2 separate regions of the Sus scrofa genome follow, and region 2 is linked to region 1. The links are chromatin contacts, called in public HiChIP or PLAC-seq maps. All regions are on one chromosome and are shown on one strand. Each heading gives the region's core, a stretch centred on a gene start, on an enhancer-like site or on the middle of the called end of the contact. The rest is flanking DNA. Distances are from core to core; before and after follow the strand shown. Region 1 overlaps RUNX1 (runt related transcription factor 1). Region 2 has its middle 120 kb from the start of RUNX1.

Region 1 (3,885 bases), core at 918-3,417:
CCTTTGATGTTGGCGGGGGGCTCCTTGGACTCAAGGCCAGATACGCTGCAGGAAGAGACACGCTCAAAGCCATTACACTGCCCTATCTCGCTGCTGCAATAAGAGGTCTGCTTTCTTTTCTTTTTTTTTTTTAATTGTGAAGTAACAACTCTTGGTTTGAAGTTAAATATGGGCCCATCAGGTTTGGAATCGATCCTCAGAAACAATCGTCAGGTCAATTGCCATCCAATATCCTCTCTATCTTTGCAGGGGAGGATGTTTAAAGCATGACGTTATTTTGACTAATTTAAAGATTTCATTCATATTTTTAACTCATTATAAATGAATGCAATTTAAGCCCATCACGTAATGATAGAAAGTGGCCAGAAGCCATGGGAATGTGTTTCTCATTGTGGAAACTACAAGTTAGTCATTTTCTTCTCCCTGGTAAATGTCTTCAGTTTGGTTAAGGGAATTTTTTTTTCAAAGAAATCTCAAGTTCCAAATTAGTTTTTTTTTTTTTTTTTTTTTTTTTTTTGGTCTCAAAAGTTAACCCTATGGAAAATGTAGCAATGTTTCCATAATTTTGCAAACTATTTTGATAGCATCTATGTCATCTTGCTCAGGGTCTAAAATCTTATTATTGGTTGATTTTTTTTTTCTGATTTTTGTTTTTAACATCCTGGCCTCATAATGTAAAGAAAAGCAATAAGCTCAGGAGAAAGCTGTGATGCAGAAATGCCTAACTTTCTGGATAATTTACAGCTACACTTTCTGTAGAGAATCTTTGTGAAACTAACTTTTTTTTCCACTTAGAGTTTTAATAGAGAGGACATGGGTTACGAAGTCAAGTGGGGAAGGAGACAGAAAGAGAGGAGGATCTGAATTTTCTTTTTCAAGCTGTTATTTAAGTGGCAACATTGATCCAAAACGTCTGCTTTTAGGCCGAAGTTTCTGTCTTTGAGTTGCCTGCAATACTCAGAAACTTCTAGATGTGTGTGGTGGGCTGATCTAATGGACTCTTCTTGCAGGTCTGAGAAAGAGGAGCCAAGGGCCAGAGGCAGGCACAGCAGGACTAAGGGAGTCCACCTCTCCAGCCTTTTCCCTTCCAGTAGGAGCCCCCCGGCCTCTGACCTCAGCCCCACAGTCGTCTTGGGCCCTAAGACTCGACTCAGCCCTAAGAGTCTTGTTCCTTCCACTTCCTCTCCTGCACCTATCCCAGGCTGTTCTCACTTTGCCCACAATTTAACTCCCTTCTCATGCTCTTTGGAGCAGTGTCATTACATCTGAGCTCCACAGCAAGGCTGAGGGACAGAAGTGGAGGTGAAGCTTGGTTAAGTCAGATCACACCCTGGAGATGCTCCCAGGATGGTACTTTGGGAAGGATCTCTGCCCTGTGAAGTGGGGGTGGTCCCACTGCTCCCCCATCCTACAAGTCGGAGTTTCCATTCCTCTCCACACCTAAGGGTAGGCTGCAGACAGGTTCAAGATATTCAAACACAGACCAGGAATTTCTGCTGATTCTCAGGGTTCAAAATTCTAAAAAGTGAGTCTATGCTGAAGGTGGGGCAGGAATATTCTAGAAGGGAGCAGTGATGGATAGAAGAAACCATGCATACAAGGACATACCTACATAAAGACACACCTGTACCTACACGTACAGGCCAAGAGACAAAAAGGGACAGAAAGATCTAAGCAACTCTTAGTTCCTGGTTCCAAGAGCCTTTGCTGTAAACAATGCCCAGGTCAATGCAGGAATATAAGTAAATGAGAGCATTTACACATTTTGATCTCGAATTATCTCCCAGAAGTTTGCAATGTTGATTCCAAAGACGTCAAGTCTCAAACAGAATTGTAATACTTTTTTTTTTCAATTAGGAAAAAAGATGATTTTAATGCATTACTCATTCTATCTTTTTTAGTTTGCCCAAACCAGCGAGAAATTAGTTCCCAGGTCATTAAATTCCACCCGTTGTGGTCAGAGCTGAAAGGGTTGGATCGTCTCTGCTGGGAAGGGTGGAGTCTGGTGTGTGGGGTTCATGGGGACACGCTGGCGGGCCCTCCCTGACCCTGCTCACAGCCAGCTGCCTGCCCCCCCTCCAGTCTCCCCCAGGCTGTGCGGCTTGCTTCACACCCTTTGTTGACTTCGGCTACTGGTCAAGTTTCCTCTGGAGCCCTGATGCCAAGGGTGCCAGCGCTGAGCTGACTCATGCTTTCCCGGACTTCCTGACACCCTGTTCACAGGCTTGTCTGCAGCTACAAGACTCTGCCCCAACGGTGTCGCAATTCCAGCCAGGAAACCAAACCAACCGCCCCAGAATTTGGCTGAGGTCTCTGAGGGTGGACAGGAACAGAGGTTCCCAAACAATGTTTAGGCTGGAACTGAATGCCAGCTTTTTTTTTTTCTTCCATTCTCCCCGCCCCCCTTATTGAGATATAACTGATAGACAGTTCTGGGAAGTCTGAGGTGTACAACATAAAGATTTACATGTACTGTGAAATGATGACCACAATAAGATTCGTTGCATCCATCATCTCATATAGATACAAATACCAATGTCTGGGGTTTTTTTTAGATCAACCTACATCTATTGAGCAATTTCTCTGCAAGCATAAACACTGTCGATGTAGATGTGCATGAGTTTAAAACAGGAAAGCTTGCGTGAGACCCTCACCGATGGAAAAAAGATAATGGATCATTTCATTTAGACAGTTTACATCTTGGGTAAATATCCTACCCTTCCTCCACATTTATGAAATTGCTTCTAAGATTCTTTTTATTTTTTGAAGTGTAGTTGATTTACCATGTTCTATTGGTTTCAGGTATAACACATGGAGACTCAATATTTTTATGGATTATACTCCACTTAAAGTTGTTATAAAATATTGATCATATTTTTAATTTTCTTATGAAAACTTTGAATGTCAACCATCAAGAAAACCTTATTTCCCCTGGTTGCTCTGGAACCACTAAGCCATCCAATGACTGTCAAAATGAGCTCCATATTTCTTGGGTTAGGATTTTTCTCCATCTTCACTTACCCCAGGGAGCCTTCTCCTGTTGCTGAAGGGGCTCTTGAGATAATTTGGCATGTTCCTAGGCAGACACCTCAAAGGGAATATGACTTTCCTCAAACCCACTTGCCTAACTTCAAAGTATATGAGAAAATCAGCTTTTAGGAAAATGAGTGAGTGGGGAATTTCAATGAGTGATGTGGAAGAAATTAGGCCATTGCATTTAATCCAAGTTCCCCCTGCCCACCACTGTCCCATTCCTCTGTTGCTTGTGTGTGTTGGTGTGCATGTGTGTGGGAATGAGCAGACAGGCCAGTATTCTCCTGCAACCCCATGGTGCCCCACAGTAATGGTGTTTGACCTGAGAAGGCAAATCGAGTGGAAAGTCACCAGGAACACAGGAGCTCCAAATTGTTCTTCTCTCCAAAATAGTTCTATTTTCAAATAATGGTTTGTGTTATCCCATCGCTAATAGCTCCTTGTATTTTCTTATATTTTCTTTTCACTTTTTAGGGCCACACCGGAAGCATATGGAAGTTCCCAGCATAGGGGCTGAATTGGAGCTACAACTGCTGGCCTATACCACAGCAACGCTAGATCCATGCTGCGTCTGCGTCCTACACCACAGCTCATGGCAACACCATGATCGAGGCCAGGGATTAAACCTGCAACCTCATGGATCCTCGTCAGTTTTGTTACTGCTGAGCCACAACGGGAACTCCAGCTCCATGTATTTTCTATTACCTACTGCACAGCTAACTTACTGTGCCTATATCTAGAATGCTCTTTGTTCTAGTTCATTATCAAGTTCATTATATTTGGAAAGTTTGCCTTTTGTTCTTCTTGGAAGTTTTAAGAGTGACTGAAATTGGCTCCATGTGTCTTTCTCAA
Region 2 (3,885 bases), core at 749-3,248, 180 kb before region 1:
CTCATTTTGTTGATAGTCATTCCAAAAACAGAGTCAAGATGTCAAACTGGCAAAGAATCAAACAGTAGACTTGTACAAAAGTGGAAGTTCTGAAGGGCTCGGATTTTTAACTGTGTTCTTAAGGAGCTGAGTGGATGAGTATATGTAATTTTTGCCCATAGCCCATGAGTGGATCACACCTCTAGACTACCTGTGACCTCCATGAAGTTAGTGACTGGGGATAAAACAATGGAGTGGGAGTGCCAGGGGGAGGGACTGAGTCAATCTTCAGCCTTAAAGTGCTTTTTAAGAAATAGCCTCTTCTGGAGTTCCTGTGTGGATCAGCAGGTTACGAACCCAAGTAGTATCCCTGAAGTTGTGAATCCTTGAGCTCTGTCCTCGCTCAGTGGGTCAAGGATCTGGCATTGCAACAGCTGTGGCATGGGTCACAGATGCAGCGTGGATCCAGCATTGCTGGATAAGAAAGAGAAAGAGAGAAAGAGAGAGAGAGAGAGAGAGAAAGAGAGAAAGAGAGAAAGAAAAGAAGGAAGGTTCTCTTCAAAATCACACATCTCTTGCAATCTTGCCACACTCATGTATCTTCCCACATAAATCCCTATTCATCACCCTAGGGACGGCTTTTTATAGCCAGATTCAGTTTGGGAGAATTCAATTTTACTTTGAGTTTTACCTGTGTCTCATCCTATGAGGTATGCATTTCTAAAAGCAATTATTTTAATAATTTGACAGCATGATGTCACCTTTGTAAAATATCCTCAACTCCTTGAGAAGCCCTGGAATTTTTCCTTTCTATTTCTTTTCATTTTTTTTTTCCAGCATTTTTTATTTTTTTTAAATTTTATTTATTTATTTATTTATTTATTTATTTATTTATTTATCTTTTTGCTATTTCTTGGGCCGCTCCTGCGGCATATGGAGTTTCCCAGGCTAGGGGTCGAATCGGAGTTGTAGCCGCCAGCCTACACCAGAGCCACAGCAACGCGGGATCCGAGCCGCGTCTGCAACCTACACCACAGCTCACGGCAACACTGGATCGTTAACCCACTGAGCAAGGGCAGGGACTAAACCCGCAACCTTATGGTTCCTAGTCAGATTCGTTAACCACTGAGCCACGACAGGAACTCCTCCCCAGCATTTTTTAACTGAAACTTTCAAACATACAAAACATTGGAAGCAATTTATAGAAAATACTCATACCCACAGTCTAGATTCTACAACTAACAGTTTGCTGTATTTGCTTTATGTATCTATCTAACTTTTCATCTTTCTATCCATCAGTCCATATGACTTCTGAGGCATTTTAAAGCAAGTTGCAGACATCAATGCACTTCATCTGTAAGCATTTCCTTATGCATATCATTAGCAAGAGCTCAATATTTATTTATGTACATTTTTAGGAAAAAGTTGCCTGCAGTGAAATGAGGAAATCTTATATGTATCCTTCTAAAAGTTTTGACAAAGGCACACAGATGTATAATGAACCCTTATCAAGATGTAGAACAAGACAAATTTCTTTTAAGCTCATTGCCAGTCAATCCCCACCCACTCAGAGGCAACCAATTTTCTTTTCATTTTTATTTATGCATGCAATGACGCTTTCCGAAAGACACTGACTCAGGATTTACATCTGTACCTCTGTTGGAACTTCGGGACAAGTCATCATTACCTAGAGTATAGAATACTCATAAATAGGAACCTCATATTTGTCTCTTGCTGCACTTGTCTCTATTTGCCTTTTCTTTAACTGAGTGTTTTTTCCTCCATCGGCCAACGGTTCCTCCATCTTTCTGTGATTCCCGAGGCTGCACCAGCAATTTCAAGGAAGTTAAACTGGCACACTGTGCTTCCCCCATTTGGCTTTTGCAGCTTCTGCTTTGCTGTTGAAGTTCCATTTGGCTTTGGACATGGTCTTGTTATTGGGCACTGAGTGTGTACCGTGTGCAGAGAGCACTTGCATCAGGCTGACACTGGAGATTTTTCTGTACTCACTCATGAGGTTTCTTGGCACCACTGGGCATTGCTCATTTGACACGGGGTACCGTAGAGTGACAGGGCCACCTGCTACAGCTACACTGCACAATGCCCAATTCAAGTCCTATCGTTAGTCAGATGGCACATGCCTCTGACTAAGCTGATTTTGTGTGTGTGTCACAGGATGCCATGAAGTGGAGTGACCTTTTACAACATGAGCTGGTACATTGCATTGTAATCAGGGAGTTTTTGTTGGATTCTCTGCTTCGGGAATCTGCCAAAGAAAAGTTGTAGGAGGAAGAAAAGAAACTCCATAACGGAGTCCTCCCAGCTCAGTGGAAAAGAGAGCTGGCTGAAAAGCCACAAGAATGGGGTGTAAGTTGTGCACGTGCCATTGAGATGTCCTTGGGCAAAAGCATGAGAAATGGGAGAGGCGCTAATAGCATCTCTATGATTTGTCCCAGAAGAAGTTGCAAGCATTCCTCCAGTAGATATAAACTCTTTAAAAAATAAAAGGCATAGAACAAAGCAAGGTGTTCTCAGAATTCTCAGGCTCTTTTGGAGTTATGATTTCCATGAAGATGGTACACAGACTAAAAAAGGCTTATCCTGTGTGGTTTTCACAGGTAAAGATAGGCTCCAGGTCCTCACTGCATCTTTTATTCTTGGCAGGAGCAAGAATAAAACAATAACGATAACAAATATTTGCTAATATTTCTTGGTGCTTCCCATAGCCATTTAACTCCTGGAAGGAAAAGGATGGCTGGCTCTTAAATTGTGGAAATTAGGGAGAATTTAATGAAAGGAACTCTGTACAGGTATAGAAACTCTTGGGCAAGTCTTAAGGGACAGTGAAGGATGTAGGGACTATCAACTAGCTACCGAAAGGGTGGTGCTGAGCTCTAGAGCTGCAGGAGAGCAGCCACCAACAGGAGCTGTAGCCAGGCAACCTGGTCCCCAGTGGAACCCCCGCAAGGCAGGTAAAGAGGGAAGAGAAAAGAAACACTTTGACCTCTCCCTTCTTCCTGCAATCTCCTGCCAAAGGCAAGGCAGCCCAGGAATGCAGTTGTGCCCACAGAGGTCATCCCAAGTTGCAGAGAGCAGGGCACAGGGACAGGGATAATGACCGTTGGGCATGAGGAGAGGACCTTGAGAATAAGCAGCATTCTTCTCAGGTCCCATCATGTTGGTCTCAGGAGGCAGACGGGCCATTCATTACCAAAGTCTACCTGGACCTGTAGACCCAGCAAGCTGAGTACGATGGACATCTAATCAGGGAATCTGCACATCTGCCTGATATCAACGCACAGATCTCCACTGTGTTTCCTAGGGCTTTGTTCTGGACACCCTTCTGTTAACATGAAGAGTCTAGAAGTTCTCTTGAGGGATGAACACCCAGGCCTTACTCTTTCTGGTCCTTAAGGGCAAGCAGAACTGGCTGCTCCAGAGGAGACATGGTCCAGAGAGGCCATGGCCTTATGTCTCCATTCTGCTCCTCGATGCAAGTCCAGAGGGAAGAAGGGCCTAGACCTGCTTAGAATGTTCTAGATCAATAGTTCTCAATGGATATGGCCAAGCCTGTTGCACAGTCTTACTTAAAATAGTTCAAGAAAAAATTCTGACAATAATCTACTGGAAAAAAATCCTCAGAGCTGAATTCAAAGTCCTCTCCCAGTAATAAATTTTTTTCAAACATTTTCATTCTAGCAGGATTTTCTGAATAAATGGGCATGTGGATTTCCTAGGGCTGCAGTGACAAAGTACCACAAGCTTGGTGGCTTAGAAAAAAAGAAAGTTTAGCTCTTTCACAGTCCTGGAATCTGGAAGTCTAAACTCAAGGCATTGGTATCGTCATACTCTCTCTGAAATTTCTGGGGATGGAGTCTTCCTCTCCTCTTCCAGCCTCTAGTTTCT

What was found. HiChIP or PLAC-seq counts read pairs in DNA pulled down with a chosen protein or histone mark.
Region 2: a contact with region 1 is called in an H3K27ac HiChIP or PLAC-seq map of alveolar macrophages. The contact joins two enhancer-like sites. A contact is called at or near these places in 1 of 47 Hi-C or Micro-C datasets (skeletal muscle) and 2 of 2 datasets of contacts at active chromatin or transcription factors (alveolar macrophages and skeletal muscle).

What each region holds. Positions count from the first base shown.
Region 1 is chr13:198,573,068-198,576,952 of Sscrofa11.1, reverse strand. All of the region lies in intron 1 of RUNX1 (runt related transcription factor 1), which reads left to right. Among named protein-coding and RNA genes, the nearest start is that of RUNX1, 60 kb to the left of the region's middle. Within about 2 kb of position 2,167, at least 11 of the 83 cell types and tissues checked have an H3K27ac peak or open chromatin away from gene starts, as enhancers often do. A contact at or near this core is called in alveolar macrophages, where this site is marked.
Region 2 is chr13:198,753,289-198,757,173 of Sscrofa11.1, reverse strand. No RefSeq gene overlaps it. Among named protein-coding and RNA genes, the nearest start is that of RUNX1, 120 kb to the right of the region's middle. Within about 2 kb of position 1,998, at least 10 of the 83 cell types and tissues checked have an H3K27ac peak or open chromatin away from gene starts, as enhancers often do. A contact at or near this core is called in alveolar macrophages, where this site is marked.